Regions from separate parts of the Gossypium arboreum genome. Here region 2 is linked to region 1. A link is a contact called in public Hi-C data. All regions are on one chromosome and are shown on one strand. The core of a region is the stretch at or near the end of the contact, and the rest is flanking DNA. Distances in the headings are between cores, read along the strand shown. Region 1 has its middle 13 kb from the start of LOC128295266. Region 2 has its middle 5.9 kb from the start of LOC108482873.

Evidence for each region. A called contact is a pair of places that touch in the nucleus more often than the background predicts.
Region 2: a Hi-C map of leaf shows a contact between it and region 1, with 2.0 times the contacts expected there. The contact joins two enhancer-like sites. A contact is called at or near these places in 2 of 5 Hi-C or Micro-C datasets (both in leaf).

Annotation. Positions count from the first base shown.
Region 1 is chr7:89,066,616-89,074,262 of ASM2569848v2, forward strand. No RefSeq gene overlaps it. Among protein-coding and RNA genes, the nearest start is that of LOC128295266, 13 kb to the right of the region's middle. Within about 2 kb of position 4,391, at least 2 of the 2 cell types and tissues checked have an H3K27ac peak or open chromatin away from gene starts, as enhancers often do. A contact at or near this core is called in leaf, where this site is marked.
Region 2 is chr7:89,106,329-89,113,975 of ASM2569848v2, forward strand. No RefSeq gene overlaps it. Among protein-coding and RNA genes, the nearest start is that of LOC108482873, 5.9 kb to the right of the region's middle. Within about 2 kb of position 3,528, at least 2 of the 2 cell types and tissues checked have an H3K27ac peak or open chromatin away from gene starts, as enhancers often do. A contact at or near this core is called in leaf, where this site is marked.

The DNA of each region.
Region 1 (7,647 bases), core at 3,141-5,640:
CATTTTGGATAGCCTTTGGCTTCTTCAAAACTTGTGGGTCCCTCATCCATTCCAGTAGCAAAAAAACAAGATACAACGGTGCATTGGTTGAGCTGCACCTCGTAATCTCGAAGATGACTCGGCAATCTTGTTTCCCTTGAAGACTTCCTCAGCACTGGTTTAGAATTTGAAGCTGGAGATTCATCATTATTTGACATCTGCAAGTGATCTTCTAGTTGTTTTTCTAGGTACATCTGATCACTATCAGCATCAAAATGAAGTTGAAGAGAAGGTTTATGTGGGGAGAAATAGGATGACACTTCATTGAACACCACATTTCTAGAGGCAACAAATTTCTTTGTTTCTGGATCCATGCACCTCCAGCTTTTTCTACATGACTCGTAACCAACAAAAATGCATTTCTTTGTTTTCGGATCAAGTTTAGTTCGATCAGATTTTGGAACATGAACATAACAAATTGAACCAAATACTTGAAGATAATTTACTTTCGGCTTTTCGCCATACAGAAATTCAAATAGAGATTTTTCCTTACCTGGCCATGGAGGTAGACGATTTATGACATGGCATACACATTGAAAAGCTTCGGCCCAAAGCTCTCGAGGTAGATTTTTATCATGCAGCCATGAAAGGCTCATTGAATCAAGATGAGCCAATTTCTTTTCAGCAACACCATTTTGCTGAGGAGTTTTTGGACATGTCATTTGTCGTAGAATGCCATTATCCCTGCAAAACTGAGAAAAATCATCGGACATATATTCACCCCCGTTGTCACTCCGTAGATATTTAATTTTCTTCCCAAATTCATTCTCTACACCATTTTTGAATTCAACAAATTTTGAAAGTGCTTCACTTTTCTCCTTCAAGAATTTCAGACAGGTGTATCTCGAATAATCGTCTATTAGCACCATGGCATAACGATATCCACTGTAGCTAGGAGTGTTTACTGGTCCCTTTAAGTCAGTATGAACCAATTCAAACATAGTTGTCCTACGATTTGAGGATTCCATGAAAGGAAGAAGATGCGATTTGCCAAATTGACACCCTTGAAAAATTACATATTCACGAACATCACGCAGCACTGGTATGCCATCTAACAACTTCTTGGAAGAGATCTGTTGCAGTAGTTAGTAACCTAAGTGACCCAACCGAGCATGCCAAATTTTTGTACTATTAGTTTGGCTTGTTTTCTTCACGTAAGCTTCTCCTGCTGATAAGACATACAAAGAACCTTTCTTTTCTCTAGTGGTAAGAATATCAGCAGAGATGTTTTTCATGTTGTCGAGAATTTTTACATTTTTAGGCCTAAATAATACATATTTCCCAGAATCGGTAATTTGAGCAACGGAAACTAAATTTCTTTTCAAACCTGGAACATGGAAAACATCGCTCAATTTGACTGAACTTCTAGCATCTATGCCAATCTGCACATCACCCTCTTTTGCCACAGGATAAGTTGAATCATCAGCCGTAACAATGACACGATCTTGTTTGTGTTGACGCAACTCTAAAAAAAGTAAATCATTTCCAGTGACATGATGAAAACAACCTGAATCTATAATCCATTCCTCTTCATATTTTGCAATATTGGTAAGAGTCTGCATTTGAGTTGACCCTTCACTTGCTTCTACAGTGAAGCATTGCTCCCAATTTATTCGATCATCGTTATCTTTTTCACTTGCAATATTAACTTTAGAGAGCTTTACCCTGCAGTTTTTCTTTATATGCCCAAGTGTACCACATCTATAGCACTTGATAGCATTTTGATTATAACCGACAGTAGCCTTTCCTTTATCTGTTTCTTCTTTGTTGCTCTTTTGCCATGTGTTTTTCTTGTAATACTTCCCTTTTGAAAAGAGAATAGCTTCGGGATCATGACTCTTCGCCATCTGCTTCGCCAACGCCTCCTGATTGGAAAGTAGACTCTTTAATTCTTCAACTGAAGGTTGATTCACCCAACCTTGAATAGAAGTAACAAAAGGAATATACTCCTTCTTCAATCCTCGAATTAGAAATCGTCGTATTCTTACTTCACTGATTTTCTCCTCAACATCTAATTCTGAAATTTCAGAACAAATGCTTTTAACTCTCAAGAAATATTCAGAAATAGACATATTACCTTGAGTTAAGGATGCAAGATCATTCTCCAAAAATTGCAAACGAGCTGTGTTCTTTTTAGAAAACAATCGCTCAAGAGTTTTCCATAATTATTTTGGTGAATTAACGCCACGAACATGATCAATGAACTCCTTACTAATGGAAGTTCTCAATGCAAAGAGCGTTTTTCCGTATTTAATCTTCCATTTCCTCCGGACTTCAACATTCTCATGAGTGTCTGCAGGAATTTCTGCATCTACTCCTGTAACCAGATCCCAAAGATCCTGGCCTTGAAGAAATGCCTCCATACACATCCTCCAATACTTGTAGTTCGTCCCTACAAGTCTCTCAACACCATACTGAGTGTTAGAACTATTTCCCCCATTTGCTAACTCCATCTCCGCTTTCAGCTTCGAATCTCTTCCAACAAGACAAAACAGTTGACTTGATAGACAAAGAGACAAAAAAACAAAGTAACAGTTTTTTTTCTTTTCAACCTGGCACATATACCATGAAACAAAACAGGGATGCAAGCAATTTGTAGTTAACAAGAGAAATAGCTGAGAAAAACTTGATTATTTATTAACATGCTGCAAAGGGTTTAAATACATAAAGAATGTAACAAAGTGTTCCTAAAAAAACTCTAACTATTCCAGAAAATTAAGGAAGCAATAAGGTACGTTATTGACTTTAACTAAGCAACTTATTCCTAGATTTTAGGAACAAAGTACTTGACCAAGAAAAATAGAAACATGAACAACAAAGTGAACATAAACTACTGAGATGCACTATTTTTAACACCGTTCTCCTTTCATCTTTGGTCAATCCTCCCTTCTTTTCAAAAGAGTACATGATTTCATTGAAATCACCACAAACTAACCAAGAGAGGCTATTATCGCAATTGAGATTCTTCAAAAGTCCCAATGACTCATTCCTATTTTGCACGTATGGGGTTCAATAAAACCTTGTGTATCTCTACTGCTTCCCTTCATCAGTTTCAAGTAGATACACATCAATATGCCTAACAGAAAAACTCCGAAGTGTAACTGAAACATCACTTTTCCAAGCCAAACACATCCCCCCTCTTAAACCATTAGCAGCAACGTTAATACCATTTATAAAACCATATCTCCTATGAACTTTATCCATCTATGTCTTGTCAATTTTAGTCTCCATAAATAAGACCATCTGGGGATTGTATGTCTTTAGCGTGTGCCAAAATCGTCGCATAGCCCGTGGATTCCCCTAACCACTGACGTTCCAGCTTAATATTTTCATTATAACCGATCAGCTTGCCTTTTGACAGCCGTCGATAATAAAAGGTTTCTTTCCAACACTATCATATTCCTCACTACTAGAATTTCCAGCTCCTCTCTTGTCGTAAAAGTCTCACCCTCCCTTTTAGGCCTCTTTTTGCCATCTCCTCCTACCAGTACACCTTCTTTCGAGTCATAGTTCATTTCCGACTGGTCTTGGCCTTTTGACGAATTTCCTCCCACCCTAGGTGCAGATATCAAATTCCTTTCCAAATTAATGCCTAGCGTAGGATCAACATTGAGCCCAAAACTGGTTCTTTTTTTCTTATCCCAAATCCTTCTTTTTGAATCCCGATTAACATGGAAACTCTCTTTCTCCACCCCTTCCCCCCTCACGCAACCAGACACTATTCATCACCAACGCTCACCTAGACTGAGCTCTCAACAATAAATCCCATCCCATTTTAAATACCTCCACTCCTAACATCATTTTCCCCTCACAAAAAGAATCACTATAACCCATACAACTACATTAGAAATAAAACAATGTTAACCGTTCATATTTGAAGCTGATATACAAACAATTTCCCGAAAACATAACCTATTTCTTTCTCTTTAAAGTGCGTCGCACATCCAATTGCACCTTCACCCGTAAATAATTTCGAAAACCCTTCCCCAAATTTACCCCATCATACTCCAAAAACTTCCCAAGAAAGCCCCTTGATTGTTTTGTCAAAACTTCTGAGAAAAAACCCGAAGATACGTCATGGATCTGTACCATAATTTTTTCCAGAATTAGTGGTACTTTTAAGGGATCCTCACCCAACCTCAACGTGTGCAACATCAGTAAGTGGTTATTAAAAGTCCATGGTGAACCCTTAAGTACCTTTTCCATATCCATAATGTGAAAAAACTAAAACAAGAACCTTCTCTCCTTCAGATTTGATATCTGAACCCTTTTTATCGGATGCCATAGATTTGTCATTGTGCTCTGCATCGTCGGAAAATGAATAACACTAGCCATCAAGAAACACCCACCAAACAAAATTCAAGCTCATATTTTCCCAAATTCTAATCCCTTTGTGCCTGTAAGTTCTCGTCTTCTTCGTAGTCAAGTGTCAAACCAGCCAATTCTGTTTCCATGATCAAAATCAACACCACCCCAACGACTTACCAAAACCCTTTTTGAGAACCTAGACACCAAGAAACTGCTGCGACAAACACCACCAAGAAATCGAAGATAGAAAAGCAACAATCTAAACATGTGCCAGAGAGAGCAGGTAGTGAGGTGTTAGGGTAGCAGACTTTCCTATCTTAGTATACATATTTTTTAAAAAGTTTATTTACAATTTGTCAAAAAATATTTATTTTAATGTTTTTAGTATTTTTGATGTGTTATATATATTTAAAAATTATATAAAAAAATTAATACGGGCGAGTTGGGCCTGAGTTTTAATATTTTTATTCGGGTCGTGTTTGGGTAAAATTTTAGGCTTATTTTTTGAGTCGGGCCCTAGTAAATAGGCCTAAAATTTTAGTTGAGCTTGGCCCGGCCTATGAGCACCTCTAATCATGTTTACCATTAGTTGTTTTCATTTTCTTTTACATTATCTCTTATAATGGTTGGATTTTAATTTTGATTATGTAGTTTTCTAAGGTTTAATTTAGTTTTGGTTTGTGTTGAAATTTGATATTTAATTTCTATAATTTGATATATCGACACTATTTTTTACATTATAAGAAAATGGTTAAATTTAATTTTGATCCTCTATTATGTTTAAATTTAAGATTTAATTTTAATATTTTAATATCTAACATAATTTGATCCCTATATTTATAATGTTATTAATTAGTCAAAATAATTAATATTGTTGATTTACTCAGATAAAATTTTTATGTTGAATTAAAAAATATTATTTTTGGCATGATGAGTTTAAATAAATTTTTATTTTTAAATCATGGTCTTCTCTGAAACTATTAATAATACTAATTATTTGGACTAACTAATGACATGATTCCTTTTTTAATTTTTTAGTCATTATAAGATAATGGTAAAATTGAAGTTTCAAACTCTATTATGCTCACATTTGGAATTTAATTTTCATATTTTAATTTGACATAATTTGGTCCTCTATTTTTACAATGATATTAATTAGTCTAGATAATTAACATTCTTAACTATTGCAATTAAAATGATGATGTGAAATTTAAACATAACTATAGTTTGATCTAGAACAATCTATGCTTAGCGCAATTGTTGATCATTTGATTTAACAAAATTTTGATTTTTAAAAATGATTTTTTAATTTAATTTAATTTAATTGGTATAACTAATTATATGTTCACTTGAAACAAAGTGGGGAAATATGTTAACAATTAAGCCTGAATTTTAAAATTGAATAGTGAATGGGCTAAATTCTTAAAAATAAAAATATGAAGACTATATTCCAAATATACAAAAGTACAAGAATTTAAAGCATATTATAACATTAAAATCATTACTTTATAATTTAGCCTCAAAAAATTAACTCAATGTGGACTGTGGGTGGAACCGTACTAGTATATATAAAATGAAGGCCATCAAGCATTCTTTCTATTGACATGTATATAGAGGTGTGTATGGGCCGGGCCGGGTCGGGCTGAGGCAAAATTTTAGGCCCGTTTTCTAGGCTCGGCCCGAAATATGGGCCTAAAAATTTATCTAAGCCAAACTCGAAATAAAATTGTTAAGCCCGAGCTCGGCCTGGCCTGACCCATATTAATTTTTTAGATTATTTCATTAAATAAAAAATTATTTTATTAAATAAAAAATTTTAAAATATAATAAATTAAATATATTTAAAAACATAAAAATAAAATATTAAAACAAGAAACAAATAAAAAATGAGACAAACAATTCTTAAACCAATACACAAATTGAAAATATAATAAAAAGTAGTTATATTAAAATTGAAAATAAAATGTAAATATAATTAAAAATAAAAAATATATATTTAGTATATAATTAAGACATTTGGGCCAAAAAGGTTTACTGAGGTCCGCCCGCTTTTCTAAACGGCTTTTTTTTGTCGAAACCCATATTTCGGGCTTATATTTTTACCCGAACCCTCTCATTTTTCGGGTGGGCCTTTGGGCCGGGCCGGGTAGCCCTACCCATGCACATCTCTACATGTATATGATTTTCTCTCTCTCTCTCATCTCTTTAAATTATAGGAAAATGTTAAATTTTAGTTTTAGTCCTCTATTATATGTTTAAATCAGATTTAATCTTTATACTTTAATTTCTTTTATAATTTGGTCTCTATATTTATATAATGTTATTATTTAGTTCAAATAATTAATATTGTTAACATATTGATTAAAATGTTACGTGATTGATTATATATTATTTAAATGCCTTAAGGGTCCTAGACATTGACACTTACTTTGAGTTTGTCTTGCCTTTTTTGACATTATAAGACAACGATCAAATTTCAATTTTGGTCCCTATATTGCTAACTGTTTCAATTACAATGTTAACACTATTTTTTCTTAAAAACACTATTCTAGCAAAAAATTATTTTATTATGACGAGTTCAAATATGTGTTTTTAAGAAAAAAAATCCACATAAACATTTTTAATGTCATAATTATACATTAATAGTCAATTTACTTGGGATGTGGTTTAAACTGTCACAATTATATCGTTAAAAAAAGTTAAAATTTATAGTCACAGTAATGATTAATAATAATGACTACTAGATATGTTGTCACTATTACATTATTTCCTGAGAAAAAGAAATTGACATCAAATTTTAGCATTTTATTAGTGAGTAATTAGTAGTGGCTAATGGATTCGGTAACTGTTATACACTTAAAGTGACTATTTACTTGTGATGTAATTTAAACCATTACAATTACATCATTGCAAAAAGTAAATTTTATAGTGACAAAAAAATTATCGTCACAAAAATGATTAATGGGAGTGACTACTAGATATATTGTCACTATCATATCATTTCTCGGGAAAAAAGAACTTGGCGTCAATTTTTAACATTTAAAATAGTGATGAGTTGGTGGTGATCAATAGATTTGGTAACAATTATACACCTATAGCAATGATTTACTTGTGATATAATTTAAATTATCATAACTATTGTCATAATAGTGACAAAATATTAGTAAATCACATTTACTTACTTTATTGGTGTCACATGCACACAAATAATTAACTATTTGTGATGACATTTTTATTGTCACAATTATATCGCCAGTGAAAATGTCAATGGTTGTAGTGTATGATATGGTGTAAGAAAAC
Region 2 (7,647 bases), core at 2,278-4,777, 39 kb after region 1:
ACCCTAACCCAAAGGGTATTAGAGTTGGTTGCAATATTGAAACCAACCTTCATTATGAAAGAAGTGTTCTAATCCTTTTAATGCCTTAACCCAAGACCTTCATTAGCATTGGGTTGGCACACAGAATCCCATCTAATAAGAACCATCTTTCTTGCCCCGTTATAAGAACCCCAGATAAATTGTCTGGCAATTTACTCGATTTCTTCACAAAAACCTTTAGGAATCGTCATTGATTGCATGAAATAATTTGGAATTGCAAGCAAAATTAACTGAGCCAAAGTCACATTTCCAGATAGAGAAAGTTGTTTTATATCCCAACCAGAAAGTTTGTTTCGAACTTTATCCACAACAAACCATAGAGTATTAGTAGTGACCTTTTCATGTAAAAAGGGAACCCCTAGATAAGAACTCAGATTGTGCACCTTTTTGAAACTAAATAATCTACTTATGCAATCCTTTGCGGCATCGTCAACCCCATTCAAGAAGAAGATGTTGGTTTTCCACATATTGATTTTGTGACCCTAAACCTTACAAAAATTTTTGAGGACATCTTTGATGACTCTGGCTTGATATTCATCGGCTTACCCAAAAAGAATCAAATATCTGCAAAAAAGAGACGAGATAAAAATGGACTAGTACGAGCCAATCGAATAGGGGACCAATTGCCTGCATTTATGGCTGAGTGAATGTTATGACCTAGCCATTACATGCACAAGATGAAAATATAAAAGGATAACAGACATCCTTGGCGAACTCCTCTAGCCGGACAAGATTTTTGGGTTGGAACCCCATTCCACAAAACCTGTATGGTAGAAGTTGTGATAGCTGACATAATAACATTAAGGAGAAATGGAGGAATACCTGCAGCCTGAAAAGATGTTTCTATGAAATCCCAGTGGACTCTGTCATATGCATTCTCTAAGTCAATTTTAATAGCCATCTATCTCTTGTTCTTGTATTTGCTTTTTATGGAATAAATGACTTTTTACACAATAATAACATTATTCGTGATGTTTCTGCCAACTACAAAATTAGCCTGTTTAGGGCCAATTATCCGTGGAAAGACAATTTTAAACTGGTTTGAGATAATCTTCATGACCAGCTTGTAGAGAACAGAGCAAAGGCTGATTGGGCAAAAATAAGAGAAACATTCTGGGCTCTACTATTTGGCGATGAGGAAAAAAAGTGAATTATTAAGAACAAGATCAATGTTATCCCCAGGGAAAACTTTTCTAACCCAATTACAAAAAAAAGCTCCAACATGATCGCATTGGTTTTGATAGAGCAAAGCGTGATACCCATCACTGTTTGGAGGCTTTAAAGAAGCCATATCAAAGAGTGCAGACTTAATTTCCTCATCAAATAACAATTTATTCAAAAAAAAATCAGAATCCTTAAGGCGGGAAGGCAGTAGGTGGTAAAACAGGCATCAACCCTGGATATTCCCCATAGAGATTTCCATAAAAATTAATTGTATTTGTCTTCAACCTATCCTCATCCAAAATCCATTCCCCTAAGTCATTTTTTAAGGTTACAATTCTGTTCTTCTTTCTTCTTTGCAATGTACGAATATGGAAAAATTTAGTGTTGTGATCCCCTAAAATCAACCAATCACACCTTACTTTTTGAAGCCACAAAAGCTACTCATGATGTAAGACATTATCCAACTCTTCTTTGATTTCCATTTCCAACTGATGTAGAAATAGTGAATTAGAATTATCAAGCGCAGACTGAATGTTATTAAGCTTGTGAATTAAGTGATTCTTACGAGAAGTAATGTGACCATACACATCCTGATTCCAAATTTTTACTTTGTTTGTAAAATTAGATTGCATCTTTAAATGCTGGGTGTTCAACTCATCCCGTAAGAAATCTAAAAGGACACTCAGTAGAATAAAAATTAGACAGAAGATCCACTCGAAGAAGATGGTGATCAAATTTTAATTTAGGCAAGTGAGTTACTGTGCAATGAGGGAAATCTGAATTCCAAGGAATATTACAAATGACCTTATCCAACCTCTCAAACACTTCACCTCTTTGCCATATAAATTACAAGCCTTGAAAACCCAAATCAAGCAGTTCAAACTAGTCTATGAACTTTCAAAAAAAAAAAGGCACCTTCTCCCTAAGGTTTCCCCTATTTTTTTTCATTGGAAGAAAGAATGGCATTAAACTCACAAATTGCCAACCACGAGATCCTATCTCTTAGATTAAACTTTTTAAGGGCTTTCTAAAGATGTTTTCATTTCAGACTATTAGGAATTAATGATGATTTTTTGAGAACCTCTACACCAAGCGAGTTTCTCCATCCAATCTAGATGCCACCAAAAAGACTGATTGCCTCAACGTGTTCATTGTTATACTCATGGAAAAAGCGGGGGACGTCGGAACTAGCACAACCCTGACAATTCTAATAGAAAATTGTAAAATTCATAAATAAATAAAAAAAGGGTAAGAAAGAAAACCTCCTAGGAAATCTCTTCAAGCTTAACACCACTAATATGACCATCATGACATTTATCAAACTTATCAATTTCAACTACAGTTTGAGAGTTAATAATCGTAGCTAAGGCAGACATGGCTTTTGGGAGAGGAATATGAGAGTTTCTCGCTACTTTAAAACATCCCCTTGGTTACAGATGGTTTTGCTGAGGGTCTTCCCTCATTGAACATTTTTTCCTTGCCCCCCTAGGGTCATTACTTCTATTACTTGAAAGAGGAAATTTACAAACCAACAACTCTTTTGCCTTTGAAAAATTAAAAGAACAAGGGTTTGAATTTTCCCTAAAAGTAAGACAGAACACTTATTGGGGTCAAGGGATTTTGAATTCAAACCTACCATAAATTCAATTAGGCCTTCATAAATAAGATTGAAATGAATTAAATACTTACTAGAATTTTAATCATGGATTTTCGAAACAATCTTACTGTTATTAGCCTATTTTGAAAGCATCATCCCCTCCGAATTGTTGTCGTCTAAGAGAGGTGCTAGGTCAAGTGTGCCCCGATCACTTACAATCTTTTTTGACCTAGTAAAAACCTGTAAAAGCTCCGCTGAATTAATTTGCTTATGAAAATCGAATCCTATAGCAAGCTTGATGTTACCAACTGACAATTGCGACTTTGACCCTTTGAACCCCACGCCGCTTGATTGGTCCATTTGTCGGTCTCTTTTATTTTTTCCATTAGACAAACCAAAATTAGCTCTACAGTCTTAACACCTAGGTTATTTAAAAACTTTCCTTTATGTAAAACTATCTCTTCAAACCCTTGATATTTATCACTAAAATCGGTAGCCACATTATCCAACGTGTTTAAAGTATTAAAACGAGATTTGCCTGATTCCTTATTCGAGATTTTCAGCTTCTGATTTTGAATCTCTTTTCAGTTTCAGCACGATTTCTGTTCCACAATCATCTAGGGGCCAAAAGAATCACCTATCTCTACCGGAACAAATTCACCGACGACTGGACTAAAAACCTATTCCTTACCAGCAGTGGAGTTCAGATCTGGGCCATTATAAAGGCTGGCATCGTTAAGGTGACCATAACAACTATAAGAGAAGTAAATGGCTAGCAAAGACTCAATCTCAACCCTTTCAAGTTTTCCATTGGCAAGGATCTGTGAGACAAGTGGCTTCTCCAAATCGACAAAGGCAGCCATCCTTGCGAACTGTCCTGTTGTACCACTGTCCATTTTAATATCCAAGCGAACTGCTTTGCTTATCAAGCTACCAATTTCTTCTAAAACTTGTCATTTGTAGAGGAAGCCTGGTATACTCGAAAAATAGATCCACGCCAAAACCATGTTTGGAAATGGCTTCGATGGGATGAAATCAACCGTCCACGGTTGAACAGTAAGGTAATGGCCAAAAACAACCCATGGCCCTCGAGTCAACACCATATCGTAGTCGACTTTACTTTGAAACCTAATCAAGTAATACCCATTTTTGGCATCCATAAGTTGAAAAGGTTGAGAGGGCCCCCACAAATTGGATATCCGATTATGTAAAACCCCATAACTTATGTTTCATCCCAACAGCTTCACAACAATAGTGGTTTCCATGTTTTTAACAAGCCATTTCTTGATATGTTCAGAAAAATCGATAGTTGAAATCCCATTGACATTGGATCTTAAAATATCGCCCTCAACAAAGACCAAGTCCTCTTCATTGATAATACCAGACCAAGAGACCACGACCTTCGGACTCAGATCTACCACTATGTTTTCAATAGCATCCTTGGTTGTTTTTTTGAAATGAACTTTCTTTGTGATATGATCTTCATTGGAGTCCTCTCCACTATCTTCTCGATCATTGGATGAGATCAAAATTTTCGCTGACATTTCCATTCTTGAAAATATTCTTTTGTTTTTATTTTTTAAAAAATTAAAAAACCTTTTTAAATAAAAATATTTTTCTAATAATAAAAACATGAAAATGTCTTTGGTACTTATTTTTTTATAATACGAATTTTAGAAATAAAATCTAAAAATTATATTTATCCAGATTTGAATCAGAGTACCAAATTTAATATTTGAAAACTATTGAAAAAAAGAATATTTTTTTACATTTATATAAGTTTGAACTAGAATTAATTCATTTAAAGTAAAAAACCATTGTTTTTAACATTTTCAATTTTACAAACTATTTTTAGCTAGATTCTGTTTAATTTAAACATTTGTACATAGTGTTTTAACTTACCAGACCACATTTGCAAATATACTTATAGTTTCACTAATTCATTTCACATAGACCAAAACACTTCAAGTAACCCAAAATAGATAGAATTTCAAGAGTTTTCATTTTAGTCCCTAACACATGGAAACACATTTGGTCTACCTATGTACATGCCATTTTAATTAAAAATATGGTACCTACTCTTAAAGCTCTTGAGGATGTGATGAGATGAGAGATCTCCTAACCCGACTCTACCTCTTCGAGTCCAACTGTATCTACGCATTAAAATAAACGTGGTAAGCCGGTGAAGGCTTAATAAGCACTACAAGAATAAATAGGTAAATGAATCGTAACAAAATATTTTAAACTTATTCAATTAATACATATTTACACACATATAAGTTTCTTCAGTTATGCCTTACTTTAATAAAAATTAACTTACCTTTTTGTAAGTTATTAAACTTACTTTAACACATTGGTGATTCACTTTTGTTCACAACTCATATTCTTAGTCCAAAGTAAACTTTATGGAACACACCGGATATACGAAACAAATACAGAGGTTGTAACACCCCAAACCCTACCTAAACATTATGGTCGAATTTGGCGATGTCACATGAAGTAGAAGTTGAAAATGAGTTTGTCGAGTTAAATCGTTCCAGTTAATTAGCTTTATCTTAATTCAAAGTAAAACGCATATTCTTCATTATATCTAAAATCATATCTTTTTAGTGGAAGCTTTTAGAAACGTTTATTTTTGGAAAACTGTTCGTGTTGAAAGAAACCTTTGTTTTAGCAAAATCGAGTTTTTACCATTTAGCCGTTCTAAAACCATAAAGCAGTTAAGAATCCAAAGTAAAAATCCAGAACAGTCCAAAGTCCTAAAATTTACATCAAACCCCAAATAAGTCATAAAATCTAAAAATTTACGAGAATAGACTAAAATTTACGTGTGGCCACCGTTAAGTCCTCCGTTGCGCGGATCTGTCAAGTCTAGGGATTACTTGTACATATTAAACAGAAAAGGCTGAGTTTTCGCAAACTTAGTGTGTAATCCCCACAGAAAACATGCATACAAAACACACCAGATTACAGTCAAACATAGGTTGGGCCTGAGCCCATTATAGATTCGATTTGGGCATTTGCCCAATCAGATACAATTTTACAATTATATTAGGGCCTTGGCCCATATCAGATACAGAATGCAATTACAGTAAATCAGAATCCTACCCACCAGCCTTTACACACCATCTCCGTCTAGCCCTACACACTATGTAAGGATTAAATCAACCCACCCAACCCTACACACTATGCTGTACCGAAATGTGGCACATAATCAGAAGTTTACAGCTGAATTGCCAGATAACAGGCTTAAAAACCTTTTAGATTCTTCCTCCAAATATTATCAACTCACCCTGATGCAATGCAACATACCATAAATGACATGCAAATATGCGAATAACAGAACATACATTCAGTTCAGTACAAATAACGTGCTCAGCCAGATACCATACAATCAGATCACATAATTAGGGGTCTAAGTAAAGCTTACAGACCCTACAGTAGGTCTATAGTAGACTTGGGCGACCCGTGCAACCTTACAGAATATTTTACAAAAATAGGCTCACACGCTCTTGTGGCTTGCCCATGTGGGCCCACACGCCCGTGCGGCCCGCACGGCTTAAATTGGCTTTGGCCGTGTGGATTACACGGCCTGGCCCGAAATTCCACACGCCCCTGTAGAGTATCCGTGTGGCCCACACCACCCAAGTCAGTCTAGCCCGTGTGTCGCATACGACCTATTTGGTCATCATACTACCGTATCATACACACACGGCCTGGCTCCTTGATCATACGCCCGTGTTTCATCATACGGCCTACCACACGGGCGACCATACACCCGTGTGGCATTGACAGAATGTTTTTTCGACTTTTTATCAAATCCCATTTTCTGCGTTTTGGGTACACACCTAGTGTCAATTCGCTGCAAAAACACTCTCGAGCACTCCAAGGCCTAAAATCAAGATACCCCACATCAATTTATGGATTTACAAGCAAATTCGACAACTAAGAATGAAAAAAAAATCATCTTACGTCTTACGATACCCTTCGTTAAATGATGCTAAAATACGAGATACGTGATTTACTACCCACCACCTCCTCCTAAGCCATTAACAGAAGAAGAAACACATTACTAACAATTGTTATCAGTCCACGATGGCAAAGACGAGGAAACTTACTGTAGTAGCGTGTTTAATTGATTTGAGCAATAGAGGTCCCGAAATAGAGAAGGAATGGAAGCACAAAGGGGAAGGAAACCAGCGATAATTTTGGACAAAGAGTCAAAAAAAGAAAGAATGAATAGGAAAAATTGGGGAAAATAGAAGGAAAACTGAAAACTGTGTTTTTGGGAAAGAGATAATTAGAATATTTTCTGATAATCACAGAATCTCAACTCCCCCCCCCCCCCCCACCAATTCCACTATCCCACTCCCATCAGAATTTCAATTTTACTCAAACACCTACACGGCATCGAGCAAAAATATTTGCCCTCACTCACACAGGGATTTGAACACATAACCTCTAGTAACTTAACACTCCTCTTAACCACCAGACCAGCAGGCCCATTCTAATATGATTCTACCAATAATTTAATATAAGCCCACTGCTCAAGCATAAGGCTTAATTTAGGAAAATACCAAAATTTCCCAAAGCTAAGGCTTGAACTTAGGACCTCTCAAACACCCTCAGAACACTTAGCCACTAAAGCAGATACACAATTATGTCACAATTCCACAAAATCGAAATACAAATTTTTAGGGCGTTACATAGGTGCATTATTATGCACTATTGAACAGAGAGCACTAAAGTGCTATATAAAGAGCACGAATGTGTTAAACGGAGAGCACTAATGTGCTAATAATCGGAGAGCGCGCTAAGGTCCCTTAATGGCATGCCACTAAACCGAG